2 separate regions of the Salmo salar genome follow, and region 2 is linked to region 1. A link is a contact called in public Hi-C data. All regions are on one chromosome and are shown on one strand. Each heading gives the region's core, a stretch centred on a gene start, on an enhancer-like site or on the middle of the called end of the contact. The rest is flanking DNA. Distances are from core to core; before and after follow the strand shown. Region 1 holds the start of LOC106607579 (mitotic deacetylase-associated SANT domain protein). Region 2 holds the start of LOC106607575 (zinc finger CCHC domain-containing protein 10).

Region 1 (6,531 bases), core at 2,226-4,725:
CCAGCCTTGTGAAGGTCTACAATCTTGTCCCTGACATCCTTGGAGAGCTCTTTGATCTTGGCCATGGTGGAGAGTTTGGAATCTGATTGATTGATTGCTTCTGTGGACAGGTGTCTTTTATACAGGTAACAAACTGAGATTAGGAGCACTCCCTTTAAGAGTGTGCTCCTAATCTCAGCTCATTACCTTTATAAAAGATACCTGGGAGCCAGAAATCTTTCTGATTGAGAGGGGGTCAAATACTTATTTCCCTCATTAAAATGCAAATCAATTTATAACATTTTTGACATGCGTTTTTCTGGATTTTTTGTTGTTGTTATTCTGTCTCTCAATGTTCAAATAAACCTACCATTAAAATTATAGACTGATAATTTCTTTGTCAGTGGGCAAACGTACAAAATCAGCAGGGGATCAAATACTTTTTTCCCTCACTGTATAACCACTTAAAGCGCTATACCTGCATTCATACACTGGACGCAGAGACATAAAAGTGTATACATTAGTTAATCTGACGCTTAATTGCCAAAATGTCAAACTATCCCTTTAAGGCTTGAGTGTTACCAGTACATTATTTATGCTCTCATCTTGTTCCCTTACCCCTGATTCATGACCCCTTATTATTCCCTCATCTTCTGACCCCATGACCCCTTACAGGTTTGATGTCGCGGTGCAGGAAGCCCACAGAGTGGATGCTCTCGATGGCCTCCAGCATCTGTCGGCCCAGCCTCAGAGTCGTGGAGACGGTGAAGGTGCCGCGAGACATAGCTCTGCGCAGGTCTGCCAGATTCCTCCCCTATAGGACACAGACAGTAAAGCAATGTTTGTGGGATGGGGTGATGGTCACCCAAGGCTGAGATACTTACTCATTCTTTCTCTCACTCTCACACACACACACACACACACACCACACTTTATTTGAATCCACAAATCACATTACAATTAAAGGGATTCAAATATTTAAGGTCGCACACAAGTGCGCATGAGCACGCAGCCAGAAACCTTACCTGAAGTTCCATCACCACATAGTTGAAGCGGTCATTGCGGCCACAGCCTACAAAGCGACACACATGATCTTTACCTGAAACAGAGAAACAAATGTTGCTTAGAAGGTCTCTCTTCTAAAACACATCAGATATTTACAGTATCTGGCCAAATTATTAGAAACACGTAAATATCCAATCAATATTTTCCACAAAGGTTTGATACGGTTGTGTGAATTTCAAAGTTATGGACATTTCAGTGTATTTCCGAACGACCTCCATTCTAGACGTATATTTGAGGTCGTACTGTATTCCAACAGGGCCCCTGTCTCTCACCCTGGAGCTTCTTCAGCACGGCCACCTCCATCTTCAGCACCTGTTTGGGCTGCTGGGCAGACTCCACCTTCAGGGCCACGTTGACCTGGCTCAGCTGATCCAGCACCTCGTAGATCTCCCCGAAGCCACCCCCACCAATTTTCTTCACCTGGAAATGGAATGGGGAAGGTGGAATGCAGGTAGTAAAGAAAGAAGAGAGAGCGGGTGGGTGGGGGATGGAGGTGGAGAGAGGTGGAGAGAGAGAACGAGAGGGAAGTTGTGAGTGTTCTGTATGAAAAGCGCCATACTGTACCTACAGAAGGTACACACACACCACATCTCACCTCATACCGGTTAGACACATTACATAAAGCTGCTTTGACATTCTCGCTGCTGCCTTCTTGCTAGGAGAATGGGAGCAGCGACAAGACAGATTTGACCGAAGCTAGCTGTGCCCTTTCTGTAGCTGGTAGTATTTATAGTAACTCACCACTCTCCATCTCTCCCGGACCAAGTCTGTGACTGACAGGATGTCTGCCGCCTGCTCTACTGCACCACTCATCCCAAGTGCTGCTCGGAGTGCTCCCAACGACGGCCTGCACCTGGCATCAGTGTCGCTGGCTTTTTACTGCAGAAAGAAATGGCGAAAGGAAAGAAACATTTCAATTTAGACAACTGACAAAATCAGGCCAAAGTAGAGTCCTTGATGACCTCCAGCTTCATGTGTCCCCAGAGAGATGTCAAAATGTGTGTGTTGTCACTGTCATTTTACTTTCTTCACCTATATACTAATGTAAAGGACGTATTGGAACATTTACATCCATTTGTTTTTATTCACAGCAAATAATGTTTCTTTGGATAATCACATCACTGGACATATTAAAAGCCCCATCAGCAGAATCTACCACTTCTATTGCAGGCTACTTTTAAAGCCCATTTAGCCAAGTCCTTTTTCTTACTGTTGTAATAGCTAAGAATAATGCATGAACACAGTGATTGCCATAAGAGCTGCTTGTTCACAACTTACCCTGTGTGTTGCTTATGTAGCCAACAGACATAGCAACTTACCAACCCAACATAGCCATCCTATTCCAACATGATCAGCTGTCATTCTGAAAACTGTTAATAGAGGCATTTCACTTGATAAAATATCTGGCAAGCTGGTTGGCTAGCTGGCAAACGTTAGCTAGGTCTACTAACGTTAAGGTCTTACAAAAAAGAGGGAGAAAGGATCGCTTTGCTAAAATTAGATAGCGTAACGTTACCTTGCTTGACAACAAAGCATAACCCTTTGCATCCATCACGTACTGGACCAGTTAGCTAACAACAAACCAATACTAGCAGCTAGCTATCTTTTTAGACAGCTATCTATCTATATGGTATCTAATAGCTGGGATAACATTAAATATGTGTAACCCTAGCTAGCTAACTGGTACAAGCAAACGATTTCTTGTCTCTGTAACATGTCGTTTATTTAGCAAGCAAAATAGCTAGCATGCTATGTAGCAAACCTAGCTAGCGAATGTTGGCTAGTATAAGGCAGATTTTACATGCGGCTTTCATCTAACCTACCTTATTTGATTGCACCATTTCCAAGAATATACTATTTTCAATCCAGACAGTTAAGTGACATTTCTCCATATCCACTGCTGTGCTTTCAACTCTTAAAACGTTTCATTGTGTACATAACGGAATGGGGAGAAGGTTTCTCCTCCGCTCATTCACACAACAGCAGCGGTTACGTCACGGGCAAGCGCTCCTTCTATCAACTGATTGATCAGTCTGCATCTTTGCAGAGTTCTCGCTTCGATAATCTCCGCTGCCGGGCTAGGGATACGAAATATAGATGTCCCTGTCATTGCATTATTAGAATCAACAGCGTTTCCTGGCACATGCTAAAACTGTGAGATTACAGTATTATGTGCAAAAGAGTGCCACCTCAGAAGAGCAATGCAGACACCAGAGCATTGACACATTTACGTTTACATTTAAGTCATTTAGCAGACGCTCTTATCCAGAGCGACTTACAAAATGGTGCATTCACCTTATGATATCCAGTGGAACAACCACTTTACAATAGTGCATCTAAATATTTTAAGGGGGGGGTTAGAAGGATTACTTTATCCTATCCTAGGTATTCCTTAAAGAGGTGGGGTTTCAGGTGTCTCCGGAAGGTGGTGATTGACTCCGCTGTCCTGGCGTCGTGAGGGAGCTTGTTCCACCATTGGGGTGCCAGAGCAGCGAACAGTTTTGACTGGGCTGAGCGGGAACTGTGCTTCCTCGGAGGTAGGGGGGCCAGCAGGCCAGTGGTGGATGAACGCAGTGCCCTTGTTTGGGTGTAGGGCCTGATCAGAGCCTGAAGGTATGGAGGTGCCGTTCCCTTCACAGCTCCGTAGGCAATCAGACACCAGAGACTGATCGACAGTGACAGGTCAGAATGAATCCACTGACATTTTAAAGCTAAATTGTGCTATCAAATGCTACATAGAATACTTTGGAAATGCAAATTGTGCTAATGATATATATCCACATATTATTACATTGCCACACCACTGTACTGTTCAAAATCAATCACTTTGGATTTAGCCACGCAGACACCCTTAAACATGCGATCCTTAATGGGAGGCTGGGCGCCCCCTTTCTGATGGAATTTCCCGGCAGAAACACTGCCAAGGGTGTGCTGCAATTTGCTGGATGACGCCATACGCAGGCAGTGGGACAACCATATAAGGTGGATAATAGGCGTGGTCCGATAACAGGACGTCAGTTGAAGGGTGACGTGAAGCATTCACGAGCGTTAGAACTTCAACGATTTTGCGCAGCTTCACAGATTTATAAACACTGCTCAGGCTGATTGTATCTATGAATATAGTAGGAACCAATGTATATGACAGACAGATTTGTGAAAAAACGCAACAAAATACAGTGTACTTCACATTTTGAGCATACCCAACGTTATCAGTTTATGTACGTATGCGGGGAGTAATTTTTTTTTAAACATGTTTTCCTGAAAGTGTATTATTAATTCACTGTTACGGTGCGTAACATCCTAGATACTATCACCTGATTTCGGATTAAACGATAAACATTGCTATACCAAGTCCAGTGTTTGCATGGTTTCGATGCAAGTTGTTTACTCTTTGGTCTGAAGAAAAGTAGTCGAAGTATGTCATCTGCTGCGCACGATCCCGCCATGCAGTCGACTTTGGACCAGAGCAAATTGGCTCCACAGAACTTGCTGTCAAATACATAAAACGATATTGAAACGGTAAGTGTCTATTGAATTCGTGGCATAGCACGTTTCTGTTGTCGATCAACATGAGCGCAAAACATGGAGAACTTTAATTTGTAAACAGAATAGCGTGGTAGTATACAATGTGTGTTTTGAAGGTTTCGTTGTTTGTTTGTTTTTTTACTCAAGGAGTTATGATGTGATTTAGAGAGCCTGTCAACATGTATTTTGTACACACACACCCGCACATATTGTTACACTATCTAATCTGCGACGGTAACAGTGTTGCAACATAATACTTCAATGTAACACAAAAGGTTGCCTGAAATTTCGATGCAATTGGCTGGGGACTGGGGGCTCCACGAGGAGGATAGAAACACTGAAAGCGGCTCTGCTTGTTTTCCCTCGTTTCCTGTATTTCTCGCTGTGTTAAATGGCAATTCTGTGTACAGCCCACGCCTCGCTCTGTTGCTGCCTGCTTTTATCACAGTCGAAATGAATGTCAATGTTCTGTAAACAATGGGCCGACACGGATACCTTTGTCTGACATGTCATTACATGTGAATTGGTTTGGATGTACTAAAGTGATAATGATTTGCTTGCACGATACTTGTACAGTGCATGCTATCAGAAACTTATTTTGCTTTCATTATGAATACCCTGTAGCCTAGTTCCTTCCTCTGAGCTAAGCAAACAGGCCTGGCCTGCACAAAATCTTGTTGAAAACATACTGTATTAACAGTCATTTTTCTCATCCTCTGTCTTTCAGGGTCCTGCACATGAATGAGGGCCACAAGGGGATCTAGGGCCACCGTGACTGCAAACTTCTTCAGATCTGACTTGGGGGAGGAGGGTTGTGTGGTCTCCACCCTATACCCTTTCCTGTAGGACTTATGTTTCCTCCCAAATCCTTCTGTTCTCTCTATTAAATAAAGCAGGCCACAACAGTCCCAGACTGAGGCAGTGTAAACAGGCACACTTGGTCTTGTCCCTGTTTTACACTTAATTGACTGGGGAAATATAAAGGACACAGACTTTTTTTTTCCGCTGTTGTTTTTTAGCTAGATTATTAGTATGAGTCTTCCTCCCCAGCAGAAAGTGATCCCTGATAAGTGTGGGGGCAAACATCGGACTGTAGCTGCCATGAAGGAGCCCTCAGTGCAGCACGTTGTGGCTTCTGATGTCTTCTATGGGGGTATTGGCCCCCCGGCTCTGGAGTCTGCTCACGGGGTCGTTGAGCCTGGAGGCCACGGCTCTGGGGTTTTCAACCCAGAGAAGGGGCCCCAAAGTCGGGCTCACTACCAGCAGACTGCCCCTGTCAAATGGATGCACCAGGACCCCATCCAGGCCCCTGGCTGGTCTCAGGAAGCTCCCGGGCCTATGCCAACAAATCCATGGGGGCAGAACTTTGGCCCGTTTATGGGCAGCTTGAACAACGTTAGGGGCCAGGTGGCTTTCCCCAAGGGGAGCCACGATGGAGGAGCTGCTTTGCAGATGGGGCCAGCAGAGAAGCAGGCTCCAGGATCCATGGCCCAGGATAGGGGCTTAGAGTGGGAGCAGCATGGTGCGGCGGCCGCCATACGCCAAGCCCAGCTCCAGGCCCTCCAGCAGGGCCATAAGGGTGTAGCCCTCCAGGCTCAGAACCCCCATGCTCCCCCCTCTCACCCCTCCATGCAACAAGGGTCCTTGTTGCAGCCCTTCCAGCTGGCGTTTGGACCCACCAAGCAACACCTTCCATCTGGGTACTACCAGGTGTTCCAAGGGGGAACCAAAGCCATGCCCAACCTGAACTACAACGAGCAGTCTAAAGCCCAGCAACAACACCAACTGATGCAGCTTCAGATGCAACAGCAGCACCAAATGCACCAACAACATCAACAACAGCACCAGTTGCACCAGTTGCAGCAACATCACCAAATGCAACAGCATCAGCTCCAACTGCAGCAGCAAATGCAACAGCAGTTTCACAAGCAGCAACTACAACAGGAGCAACGGCAACAAATT
Region 2 (6,531 bases), core at 1,183-3,682, 180 kb before region 1:
GTATTGTATGTATGCATGCATGCATGCATGCATGCATACATACATACATACATGCATACATACGTTAGCAGACTCTAGCATCAAGAGCGAGTCGACTTAGAATCAGTGAAATCAACTCAGGTAGGTAAACAACCTTCACATACCACAATCATTGCAAGTAAAAACAGTCATGGCATACTCACCAGCTTGTCTTTCTTTGACTTCTTCAATTTCATTTTTATCTTCTTTCCTGAAATCATGCTGAACTTGCTTTTTCTCTTTCTCTCTTTTAAATACTGAAAGACAATTCATTTCAAAATGACAGCTTTCAGACAGCTTCAAACTACAGGTATGGCTGTAGCGCACTTCCTTTAGGATAAATAGCCCCATAAATGTTTTCTACCTTGGATATCTGAATAGGTCCAGGTCCAGCGCTTTCCTCCTCCGTCTTCATTTTCTTGTCCTTCTTCCGTTTAAGCTTTTTCTCCCTTTTCCCTTTCTATTAAAACAGTGTAAACAGAGCATATTTTAAATATCTTAAAATTACCATTTGATATCAAACAAGGTACAGACTACAACAAAATAAGTAGCTACTGAAAACGAATGAATATTTACCTTTTTGAGTTGTTTTTCCTTTTTCCTTTTCTTAGAATTCTTTCTGGACTTGCTGTGGGAATCTAGAAAGGAGATTGCAAAATCTAACTGAGACACTGTTCATCAGGCTTTAACTGCTATTTGTATATTTATATAAATAAAATAGACAATATTTCAGATACATTTGCATCTTAACAACTACGGTACATGTACTGGCACACTCACCACTGCTGCTCGAACTACTCCTACTGCCAGACGAGGAGCTGGATGAGGATGATGAAGAGGATCCCGATGACGAGGATGAGCTGGATGAGGAGGAAGATGACGATCTACTGCGGCTTTTCCTTTTAATTTTTTCTTTCCCTTCAATAGAAAAATACAGAAGCACATGACTGACTTCAAGGTAGGCACACACACGTGATATCAGCTGATAAGTTATCACCACAGACCATTCAATTACCTGTACTTGTTGTTCTTCTGTCATCTCTTCTTATGGCGGTCTCAGTACTTCTTCGGTCATCTCTTCTTGTGGCAGTCTCAGTACTTCTTTTGTCATCGCTTCTTCTGGCAGTCTCAGTATTTCTTTTGTCATCTCTTCTTCTGGCAGTCTCTGTACTTCCTTTGTCATCTCTTCTAATGTAATCTCTTCTTGTGGAGGACTCAGTACTTCTTCTATCATCTCTTCTTGTGCTGGACTGACTTCTCACTTTGTCTACATTGGCAGACTAACAAAAATAAAGTAAAGGAGAACGCCTTGTAAGTCTGTTCGCATTGTGAGCCCAAACCTCTATCATAAGCTCGTCCGAGTTTAAAAACCCAGACAGAGGAGCAGATCAGTAGGCTAAATTAGTTAGCGTAGCCGTTCATGCAGATTGGCGTTAGGATACAGTTGGCGATAACTCTCTCCGGTTGTCAACCATCTGATCGACACTGGTGAATTTCGGCAAGGTGGCTTACTAAATGCATTGACAAGTTAGCTAGCTAGCTAACGTTAGCGCTCATCTATAATATCAAGTTGCATATAACGTTAACGGAAGTGAAGAAGGCTAGGTAGCTAGCTTGCTAGGTACTTACCATGGTGGCTGTTGTCTCGACGAAAAAAAAAGAGATGAATGCAATAAAAGTTGTTGATTCTCAAAGCTATATTCTCTATACTACTATTCAGCAATTAATAGCAATGCTTCATCGACGGTACTCATTTGTAAATGTAACGTTATGGCTGTAAGAGTTGGCTAGTTTGCTGACTACACCATGGAGCCATTTTACATCCCACAATGCACCGTTATTTTATTAAAGGAACACCACAACATTTTTACACCTCGTTGCGGACACGTTATTTTTGCTTTTGATGGCTTGGCAGCAAGGTAATAATTCAAACAAAAAGAGAGAAAATACCTATCTCTAATAGGATACACGAGTCCTGAATACACAAAATAATTCAGTGACATATTTGATGCTCCTCATACAGAACAAACCTGACCTCTCATAGTCTATTTAATATTTCTCAAAAAATAAGTTTCTTAAAAATAAGAAACTCATAATAAATCATGGAATTTGGGAGCGCGTTCCATAGCTAGGCGAGGAGACGCAACAACCAATGGTTGCGTGCCAAGTCATCGGACGTGTCATCCACTGACAAATTGCGGTGTATGTGATCAAACGATGAAGAATCATTATGCCATGTTAAAAACAACTGGGAACTGAGAACTCGGAAATCTCAGACTTCCAACTTCAGTGTTGCGGTATTCAAAACAACTGGGAACTCGGGAAAAATATGAGGTCAAATCATGACGTCAGTGATCTTCAAGTTGGAAAGTCGGAGATCTAGAAAGAGGCCAGAGTTCCCGAGTTGGAATTCAGAGTTGGATGACTGTTCAAATCGATGTTTCCCAATCGGAGCTCGTTTTTTGGAGTTCCCAGCTGTTTTGAACGCACTGAAGTCGGAAGTCGGAAATGCCCGAGTTCCCAGTTCTGAGTTCTCAGTTGTTTTGAACGATGCATTAGTTCACCACAAATGGAAACTATGAAAAAAACGAGCTCCGACTGGGAAAATTCGTTTTGAATGGTCATCGTCGGAACTCTGGCATCTTTCTAGAGCTCCGATTGTCTTGAAAGCACACTTAGTGCATGGGTCTTGGCCCTTGAAAATGTACAACACTCCATCACGCCTTCTATTAGCCTCCCAACTTTCTGATTGTGAAAAGAATGTTAATGGTGATAATGCAATGGAATCATGTCAAAGATTGATGTCAAAGATATTGTATGAAACCATATTCATAAATTACAGTATAAATATTTATACATTAACAAAAATGTAATACATATTCATTTTCTGTAACAAAAAAGTTTATGTCATATCAAGCATTTTTTTTTAAGTATTGCCTGCTGGTGTTCTAAGCATTACATCTAAATCACACATAGGCTACTACATCAGCCAAATGCACTACTTATCTAGCTACACTACATGGCCAAAAGTAGGTGGACACCCCTTCAAATGAGTGGATTAGGCTATTTCAGCCACCCATTGCTGATAGGTTTATAACATCGAGCACACAGCCATGCAATTTTCATAGACAAACATTGGAAGTACAATGGCCCGTACTGAAGAGCTCAGTGACTTTCAACGTGGCAACGTCATAGGATGCCAATTTTCCAACAAGTCAGTTCGTGAAATTTCTGCCCTGCTAGAAGCTTCCCTGGTCAATTGTAAGTGCTGTTATTGTGAAGTGGAAATATATAGGTGCAACAACGGCTCAGCCGCAAAGTGGTAGGCCACACAAGCTCACAGAACATCACCGCCAAGTGCTGAAGTGCGTAGCGCGTAAAAATCATCTGTCCTCGGTTGCAACACTCACTACCGAGTTCCAAACTGCCTCTGGAAGCAACATCAGCACAATAACTGCTCGACGGGAACTTCATTAATGTTTTTTCCATGGCCGAGCAGCCACACACAAGCCTTAAAACACCATGTGCAATGCCACACATTGGCTGGAGGGGTTCCACTACTCCATTGGACTCTGGAGTAGTGGAAACGAGAATCACGCTTCCCCATCTGGCAGTCCGACAGATGAATCTGGGTTTGGCGGATGCCAGGAGAACGCTACCTGCCCAAATGCATAGTGCCAACTGTAAAGTTTGGTGGAGGAGGAATAATGGTCTGGGGCTGTTCATGGTTCGGGCTAAGCCCCTTAGTTCCAGTGAAGGAAAATCTTACATACAATGACATTCTAGACGATTCTGTGCTTCCAACTTTGTGGCAACATTTTGGGGAAGGCACATTCCTGTTTCAGCATAACAATACCCCCGTGCAAAGCGAGGTCCATACAGAAGTGGTTTGTCGAGATTGGTGTGGAAAAACTTAACTGGCCTGCACAGAGCCCTGACCTCAACCCCATCGAAACCTTTGGGGTCAAGCATTGGAGTCAACATGGGCCAGCATCCCTGTGGAACGCTTTCGACACCTTGTAGAGTCCATGACCCAACAAATTGAGGCTATTCTGAGGGAAGGGGGGGGGGTGCAACTCAATATGATGAAAGTGTTCTTAATGTTTTGTACACTCTGTGTATAAAGACATACTTGTAATCTGAATCACTAAGTACCAATTGTTAGTCCTAGGTGCAGGGATTTAGAGAAAATGACTATATCCATTATGTAACTAACTACACTATGCATTAAGAGGTTACAATAAGAAGTGAAAGAAATATGGAAAGCTTATGTATCCTAAATCTCTCAGTGGCTTTCTTTCTCATGCCCCATTTATTCTGAATCCATGTGACATGTACACTATCCGGTTTTTAATTGGACATGTCAGATTTCAATTGACTTTCTGTATTTGTAAAAACTTAGACGGTGAAATGAAAATCAAAGACACTCAACTACACTTTAGCAGTGAGGATACTGGGGTAGATGAAGGGGAACCTTAAGAGTATTTGGATGCACACAGGGAGTAGCTTAATGCAGAACCCAATCTTGCCCAGCTCCGTTCCCCGTGAGACCTGGGCCCGTGTTTATCAAGTGTCTCAGGAGTGCTGATCTAGAAAGGTAAAACTGATCCAAGATCAGCACCCCCACTCTGAGACGCTTGATAAATACTGGCCCTTAGCTACTGCCTAAACTTTGCAGCCTGGTCTGGTATCAGATTCTCTCCAGTAGGAGTAGTGAGTTCCAGTCACGCGGCCTAGCTCTGCAGCAGGCTAAAGTAGCAGTTGATTTTATTCATTAAACAAGGCCTAGCACACAATATCGGCTATGTCAGTTGGATGGCGACATAAAAAGACGTGTTGAGAAAAATATACAATGTATAGCCCTAACTAATGAGGCAAAACAAACGCCTGTTAACATTTTGATAGTGTCATAAAACATGTGAGACAATTGGTGATATGATTGAATGTCAGCTTGATATACTGTTTCTACTATTTCTATACAGTTTCTAATGGCTCAGAACGGTGGTCGTCAAATTCAGTGTAAAAAAGAATCCCTGAAAGTATCTTTCCTCCGATTGTGTGAAAGAACAGTTAATGTTTCAATGCAACTTATTCAGGATCATTTATATCAAAATGCTGCTTCATTTAAATACATTTTCAGACTACCACATCCAAAGCACTGCAAGCATGTTGTTTGAAATGAGTTTCTGTAAACATTATTTGTTTAAGATAAGAAAATCCTTACAATATTATCTCAATTGCATTTTTATATATGTAACACACCCACCTCTTACACTTTAGTTGAAATTATAATGAGCTATGACATGTTTCCCAAATGCTCTTCAGTGGACCTACTCTATTCAATTGAAGATTAAAATATTTAGTACAAATCTATGGACAAGGAGGACCTAGTTTGGTTACACAGAAAAGTGCAACACAGGATAACATTTCCCTGCTGATCGAGTTGATTTAGAGATATCTTAATAAGGTAGCATGAATCACGATATGATCTCAATTTGTCTCATATCAATCCAATTATTTATGCAGTAGTTGAAAATAACTGACAATTTCACAGCACTGGCCATCCTGGGTTGAATTCAATAGTACAACATAGCTTCTCTCCTTTACGTCCTCTGCACTGATGGTCAAGAAATTACACAGGTGACGTATGAAGTCCTGGTAGGGATCTACCAATTAGATGAAGGAGAGGTGACAAGGAGAGGAAGCCAGTTAAGACTATTGAGATACAGTACACCCAATGTCTAATGTGTGGTTCATAATTCCTCACTTTCCCATCTCTAGCTTAGAGGGTTGTAGGTCGTCAATGTGCAGCAAAGAGTGGGAGCTTTACGCCTCTGCTTTTTGGTCTCTGTGAGCCAGGCTCTCCTCGCCCTCCTCCTCCTCCTCCTCCTCAGGAACCTAGAACACAGTCACACTTCAGTCAGTCACAGATCTCAGAATTTAGCCACAATTTCATCTATGCCAAATCATATTTGTTGTAAGATAGTATTTTTTATTTACAAATCAAATATTTTATGTGTGTCTCCAGGTGGTCACGTTCAATGTAATACAAGACAGTATGCCACATTAGCCATGTGTGACTAAGAACAATCTATATGTGGCTAATGCCACATTATGGGACTGGATATGTCAAATGTTACATGAGTGTCACACCAATAAATGTAACATCCTATACGTTATACCATATACCTCAGGTATTTGATTCAACTGTAAGCTAGTGATGATCAATAAGGGATCAGGATAATGTGTTGTATTTGTTTCTTTCAGATTATCACCTCCCAATAAATGGAATCATCAAAGCAGTTCTGATCTGGAGGCTGTCCCCAGAATGAAAGCTTCATTATCAGACCTGTACAAATAGAAAAGTTATTAACAGTATTATTGAATATATGTTTCCCAGCGGGCATCGTATAAAACAAATTGCAGTTTTATAAAATATGAAAACTGATAAGAAGTCTGTTCAAATGTGATGTAGATTTTTGAATGACAAAAAATGGCAGTCTCTCTCCACCC

The links. Hi-C and Micro-C count contacts between places; a contact is called where the count stands out from the background.
Region 2: a Hi-C map of gill shows a contact between it and region 1, with 2.6 times the contacts expected there. The contact joins the promoter of LOC106607575 here to the promoter of LOC106607579 in region 1. A contact is called at or near these places in 2 of 3 Hi-C or Micro-C datasets (blood and gill).

The regions. Positions count from the first base shown.
Region 1 is chrssa06:48,737,645-48,744,175 of Ssal_v3.1, reverse strand. It overlaps LOC106607579 (mitotic deacetylase-associated SANT domain protein), which reads left to right and starts at 3,475. Exons shown (of 13, transcript XM_014204654.2): 1 at 3,475-3,726; 2 at 5,297-6,531. The coding sequence starts at 5,602. LOC106607578 (tau-tubulin kinase 2) reads right to left here and starts at 3,316. Exons shown (of 15, transcript XM_014204652.2): 1 at 2,868-3,316; 2 at 1,786-1,923; 3 at 1,317-1,464; 4 at 1,005-1,078; 5 at 653-793. The coding sequence starts at 1,857.
Region 2 is chrssa06:48,915,045-48,921,575 of Ssal_v3.1, reverse strand. LOC106607575 (zinc finger CCHC domain-containing protein 10) reads right to left here and starts at 2,432. Exons shown (of 7, transcript XR_006770266.1): 1 at 1,648-2,432; 2 at 1,034-1,298; 3 at 799-965; 4 at 595-656; 5 at 383-478; 6 at 183-275. LOC100196095 (Rhesus blood group, B glycoprotein) reads right to left here. Exons shown (of 4, transcript NM_001141124.3): 4 at 5,250-5,880. The coding sequence ends at 5,845.